2 separate regions of the Mus musculus genome follow, and region 1 is linked to region 2. The links are chromatin contacts, called in public HiChIP or PLAC-seq maps. All regions are on one chromosome and are shown on one strand. The core of a region is the stretch at or near the end of the contact, and the rest is flanking DNA. Distances in the headings are between cores, read along the strand shown.

Region 1 (2,976 bases), core at 5-2,504, 360 kb before region 2:
CCAGCACTCAGGAGGCAGAGACAGGCAGATCTTGGACTCAAGCTTAGCCTGGTCTACAGAGCGAGTTCTAGGACATCCAGGATTACATGGTGAGACCTTGGCTTTAAAAAACAAACAAACAAACAAACAAACAACCCTCCCAAACAAACAAAAAACCCAGGCCAAAAAAAAAAAACCAACAACAAAAACTAGAAGCATGCAGTCCTGTGTGGGGTCTGCATCAAAGAAATAAAGATATTTATTTATTTATTTATTTATTTATTTATTTATTTATTTAGTGTATCTGAGTACACTGTTGCTGTCTTCAGACACACCAGAAGAGGGCATCAGATCTCATTACAGATGGTTGTGAGCCACCATGTGGTTGCTGGGAATTGAACTCAGGACCTCTGGAAAAGCAGTCAATGCTCTTAACTGCTGAGCCATCTCTCCAGCCCAGGAAATAAAATTCTTGCTATCTGTATTCTCATGTTCATTGCTGTTGTATTGTCCCAAGCCCGATGTGAGCACAGTGTATTCAGCAGGGAACGCCTAAGGCTGAGGCGTGCTGTGTGTTTATGTAACATTAGCTTTTAAAAAGGGAGACCAGCTTGACGGGGCTCAGCCGGTAGAGGGGTCTCCTGTGCCAGCTCACCACCAGAGTTCAGTCCCCGGATCCTGTGGGGGAAGAGGAGTGCCGGTCCTGATGGTTGTCCTCGGACGGAGAGACAGACAGACAGACAGACAGACTGACAGACAGACACACACACACACACACACACACACACACACACACAACACCTGTTGAAGTTACAATCTTACCGTGTGAGGCACTGTAGATGATGGTGCGGGAGCGAGCAGGAGGATTTCAGGGTTTCCCTTTCCCGTGGACACAGTGGGTGGGCTGAGGGGTGGGGGAGGTGTTGGTTGAGGGTAGGAGCTGTCAGGCAGGTAGGAGGTCAGTGTGTGTGCACAGGGACTGAGTCAGGTGCCGGAGTGCACTGAAAAGTAGACCTCAGGTGTGCCCACCACCAAAAACCAAGGGCGAGGTGAGGTGGGGATGGGTTTGGTTTTTAATTGAAAGTCTCACTTTCTGTTTTTACCGAGACAGGCAGTTCATTCGTGTATTACCTCTGGTTGCTTCCACACTGTAAAAAACAAAGTTGAATTACGGTAACAGAAACTGTTTGTGTGTGGCCCTGAGATGCAAGAGTGCCATTTGGCCCTTTACAGCGGTGGGTGATTCCTAGTACACATCCCGGCTCCATAAACGGGCTGTGCGACTGGGCGTGGGAGGCACAGCAGCGGCTTCTGTGTACAGCAACCAGAGGGGAGCTTGAAGCCAAGCACTAATGGATCTCAAGTGTTTGACGCCAGTCTTCACACGGCCCCACCACCGCCGTGGTTCTCACTCTGCTCTGCGCGCTCCACCACCTGTGAACATGGCCTGAGAGGTGGCAGGAGGCCCAGATGCAGGACTTCAGTTGGTTAGGAGCTGCCGTGGCTTTCCTGTGTACAGTTTTCTGTTCCTGTAGAAACACACAGGTCTAATTACTGAGACAGGATTTATAATACGGCCTCACTCATTCCTCAGAGAGTATATATGAAAAGTTTGAACTTTTAAAATTGCTGTTTTAGGGTCAGCAAGGTGGCTCAGCAGGTAAGGACCCTTGTGGCCAAGCCTGATCCAAGTTCCATCCCTGGGGCCCGTGTGGGATACAGAGCTAACTTGTGCAAGTTCTCCTTTGATTTCTACATGCATGCCATGGCACACACAAAATAATAATATAAAAAAATTTAAAAAGAAAGATTGTGGATTGTAGTGTTTGCTTGAGTTTTATTAAAAGAAGAAAATCATTAAAAAGAGGATTTGGAAAAAAAAAACTGTAAGAGCCAGAAGCTGAGGAGGAGGACGGCATTTGCGTCCTTCATGGCGCCTGCCCAGCCTGCACACGACCAGGCCCACCATCAGTCAGGCGTGGACTGGGAGGGCTCAGGGACCATAGCTCGCCCTGATGAACTGCTGGCTCCCGGGTGGCCCGAGGAGGACAGGTCATCGTCTTTACCTGTGTACCACCTGTATACAGGCGAGAGCACCGAGTTCCAATAGGTAGTTCAAAACTTGGTCACAGAGAGGACTCGGGTGTCAGAGGTCAGACTAGAAGGGAACCCTGACAGGTGGGAGGAGAGAGGCCAGGCGTGGGGTGGAAATAGCCAGAGTGCGTTGCAGACACGTCTCAAATTGTCAAGAAATTTAATGAATGTTATATTTCTTAAAAGTTGATGTAGTTAGCTTTGGGGCGGGACAGAGTTTGTAACAGTTTCTGAAACGGTCCTAAACATACTTCTGCCATTTGTACTAGAAGACGTTGTCAGCATTGTAAAATGTTCTTGGCAAAGCTCAGTCTCGGTGGAGACAGCTTAGGACACCTGCTGTACACAGTGCTTATGGCGCCTGACCTTGGGGACAGTCAGAGAAAACAGCCCCACATCTAGAAACGCTGCCTTTTGGTGTTCTGTCGATCGGCAGACCCACGCCAGACGCTTTATGCTTCAGGCTAGCGCCCCCTTCTCTGGGGACATCAGCTGCTCCTGTGTATCATCAGGGTCCCTCTTGAAGCCGGAGAGGTCACCTCACTTCCCACCTCACCTTGGGGCTCATCCTGGCCTGGGTTCTGGTGTTCACCATTTCCTTAGCTCTTCCAGGCTTTCAAAGCTGGCTTAGAGGCGTCGGCTCTTCAGTTGTCTTAAGTCTGATCAGTCTTAAGACTGCGCAGCAGGTGACAAGGGCCCAGCCCCGCCCCGCCCTGTTCAGCAGGTACTTTGTCAGACATCAGTCTCTTCTGCATTCAGACTTAAACATCAGTTATCTTAGGAGAGATCCAAGCAGATAGCGTTCTTGTTTTGGAAACACCTGCCAAATAGCCTTCTTTGGACAGTTCCACCTTATCCCAGGAAAGTCCGTCCAGTCTGCAGCAACTGTTGTTTTCAGAAGGG
Region 2 (2,849 bases), core at 342-2,841:
GGAAATCAGTACTTTGCTCCTAGTTGCTGGGAATTAGTTTTGTTTTAAGAGGCTTCAAACAGATGAAGTTGTAGCTGATATATTCTTTCATGTCTGACCTTTTGCTTAACAAACTTTTTTTTAATTAATATTATTCCATATTGTACTCACTCACTTAACGTTGGATTGCATTTTGTTAGTACTGTTTTAACTAGTCCCTGAAATGCTTTTCAAATGAGTTTCTGTTTGAAGCAGTAAATACTTGGAAAAAAAAAAACTTTAAAAAAAGTCAGAAGTATGTTAAAATATCTAGGCTTTGTGTTACTACACCTAACAGTTATGCGTAAGTTATGAGAAAGGGATTGGGTAGTAAAAAGTGTACAAGGGGGCTGGTGAGATGGCTCAGTGGGTAAGAGCACCCGACTGCTCTTCTGAAGGTCCAGAGTTCAAAGCCCAGCAACCACATGGTGGCTCACAACCATCCGTAAGGAGATCTGACTCCCTCTTCTGGAGTGTCTGAAGACAGCTACAGTGTACTTACATATAATAGATAAATAAATCTTAAAAAAAAAAAGTGTACAAGGTTTATAGCATAGATGTATTCACACAAAGATAATTTTTCTTCCCAGTGGATTATTTTGGCATTTTTTCCAAAATGAATTGAATATGAACGTGAAGGTTTATATTAACCATCAATTCTATTTTACTGTACTCTTACGTATGCTAGTATCTTTTGCTTCCATGCTACAAGCTTGAAAACTGAAAATGAAAATTCTCCAACTTTGTCCTTTTTCTAGATTGTTTTGGTCAATATATCTTTTGAATTTCCATCTGACTCTTAGGATTCGCTTGTCTGCTTTTGCCGAGGAGCCAGCTGCTGTATAACTTGTAGCTCATTGTGGTGTATTGCCACTTCTCATCTTTAGACTTGGGTGACTTTCGTTGATATAGTTTTTTAATTTCTTTCCATTATTTTGTACAGCTTTCACAGTATAATTTTTGTGTATGAAATTTAAGTATTTTACTCTCTGATGCTTGGGAAATGGAATTGCTTGTTTTCTTTATGGGGTTCGTTATTGCTGCATGAAAATGTGATTTTTTATATATTGGTTTATATGCCTTGTACCCCATTGAACGTCCTCATTTAAGCCATTTTGATAAGTTAAAGATTATGAAAATCCACACTGCTATGAAACTGCTATAAAATCATTATTCTAGTGAGCGCCTTAGGATTTTTTGTAGATCTAATAATGTCATCTGCAACTAGAGGCTTTCACCTCCTCTCCAGACTCAGCACTTCTTATTTCATTTTGTTGCCTAACGATTCTGTCTAGGATCTTCAGTACAAGATCACATGTAGTGGCAAGAGTGGACAGCCTCATCTCTGCTCTTAGAAGGAAAACATTCACTATTTCACCGTTCATTATGCTTCTATGTTTTTTTTAAACCATAACTTTAAAGAAGCACATTGTTTATTTGTTTGTTTATTTGTGTATGTGGGCACACCTAAGCCTTCAGGCTCATGTGCAGATTAGAGCACAACTTTCCTGCCATAGGGACCTTTTCAAACTTGGCTCTTCAGGCTTAGTGGTAAGCACTACCCCTCACCCCCCACCCCCACTCAAACCTATCTCTGCCTTCCGTTCGTAAATACTTTTTACTGATTTGGGGATGTCCCTTTTGGATGGAAATTTTTTGTTGTTGGTTTGGTTTTAGGTCTGGTTTCGATTTTAAAAAGTGGATCTTGTGTCCACCGAGGGTGTCCCTTCACCGCCTTTGCTTTACAAGTGTTAGGGTTGTAGTTGTATATCCTTTAATGATGTGCGAGTTTTGTCCCTTATTTAAAAATGCACATTAAATTGCACAATATTGTATGTTGAGCAAGTCCTGTCTCTGGGATAACCCCATCTCATTTATTGCTCATATTACGTCGTAGTTGTAGTTTCTTTCCATGTCATGGCAGTGGCCGTCTTGACGGTAGTGATGCTAGTGAGAAGGTTTCTGGCTAGTCGTTTGTTTTGAATAGTTTGAAGTGAAACTAAGTTTTTTCTTCCAGTCTATCACTCAAGCCTTCTGGGCGCGTGCCTTCCCTCTTGAAAATTTTCTGTTGTTAATGCGGTCTCTTTACTTGTGATGGGTCTAGTTTTGACTGTCTTATTTCTTTTGTCAATTTTGATAGCCTGATAATGTTTTAGTAATTTGTCCATTTCCTCAAGTTTCATAGTTTGCTAGCTTGAGCCCCTTTCTTTACCTTTCTCTTGTCAACTCTGTTACCTTTTTTCTTTGTTTTTGTTTTTTTTAAATGTTGAATTAGGTGTTTGTTTGCTTATTTGTTTGGTAGAACTGGGATTTGAACGTGGGGATTGAATCTTAGTCTTTACACGTTGGGCAAACACCCCTTTATGAAGCTATATCTTCAGCCTTCTCTTACTTTTTTTTAAATTGAAGCAAGGTTTCATTCGGTTGCTCAGAGTGACCATGAACTCACTGCCTAGTCTAGAAAGGCCTTTAGTATGTCTGGGCCTCCTCAGAACTGGAGTCAGAGTCGTCCTCAAGGAAACTTCTCTTTGTAATAGACAGAAACCACTACAGAAAGGCACAGCTCGTCAAAGTGGAAAGCTGTGGAATCAGTCCCAATGGCTACCTCAAAGCACTCCCTGACCTAAGGCTCAGGGAACATTTTAGAAGATGGGACAGAAAGATTGACTGTAAGAGCTTTCCTCCAGTGGGGTTGTGTCTCCCGGTAAGGTTGAAGCTACAATACTCACCAACATGACTGCCTCCACATGAGCTGAGAAGGGCAGCAACAATAGACATGCAAAGTCTGCCAGACACAGAACTACAAGTCACCAAGGAATGCCGAGAGAGAG

What was found. HiChIP or PLAC-seq counts read pairs in DNA pulled down with a chosen protein or histone mark.
Region 1: an H3K27ac HiChIP or PLAC-seq map of regulatory T cells shows a contact between it and region 2, with 2.8 times the contacts expected there. The contact joins two enhancer-like sites. A contact is called at or near these places in 2 of 484 Hi-C or Micro-C datasets (CD4 T cells and regulatory T cells), 6 of 115 datasets of contacts at active chromatin or transcription factors (cardiomyocytes, effector CD8 T cells, embryonic stem cells and 3 more) and 1 of 9 other capture datasets (adipose tissue).

The regions. Positions count from the first base shown.
Region 1 is chr10:116,920,654-116,923,629 of GRCm38.p6, reverse strand. The region is part of intron 4 of Rab3ip (RAB3A interacting protein); the gene reads left to right. Gm51782 (a long non-coding RNA gene) reads right to left here. Exons shown (of 4, transcript XR_003948947.1): 4 at 1-1,508. Among named protein-coding and RNA genes, the nearest start is that of Gm51782, 8.0 kb to the right of the region's middle. Within about 2 kb of position 1,254, at least 18 of the 459 cell types and tissues checked have an H3K27ac peak or open chromatin away from gene starts, as enhancers often do. A contact at or near this core is called in effector CD8 T cells and regulatory T cells, where this site is marked.
Region 2 is chr10:116,564,178-116,567,026 of GRCm38.p6, reverse strand. The region is part of intron 1 of Cnot2 (CCR4-NOT transcription complex, subunit 2); the gene reads left to right. Among named protein-coding and RNA genes, the nearest start is that of Cnot2, 16 kb to the left of the region's middle. Within about 2 kb of position 1,591, at least 47 of the 459 cell types and tissues checked have an H3K27ac peak or open chromatin away from gene starts, as enhancers often do. A contact at or near this core is called in effector CD8 T cells and regulatory T cells, where this site is marked.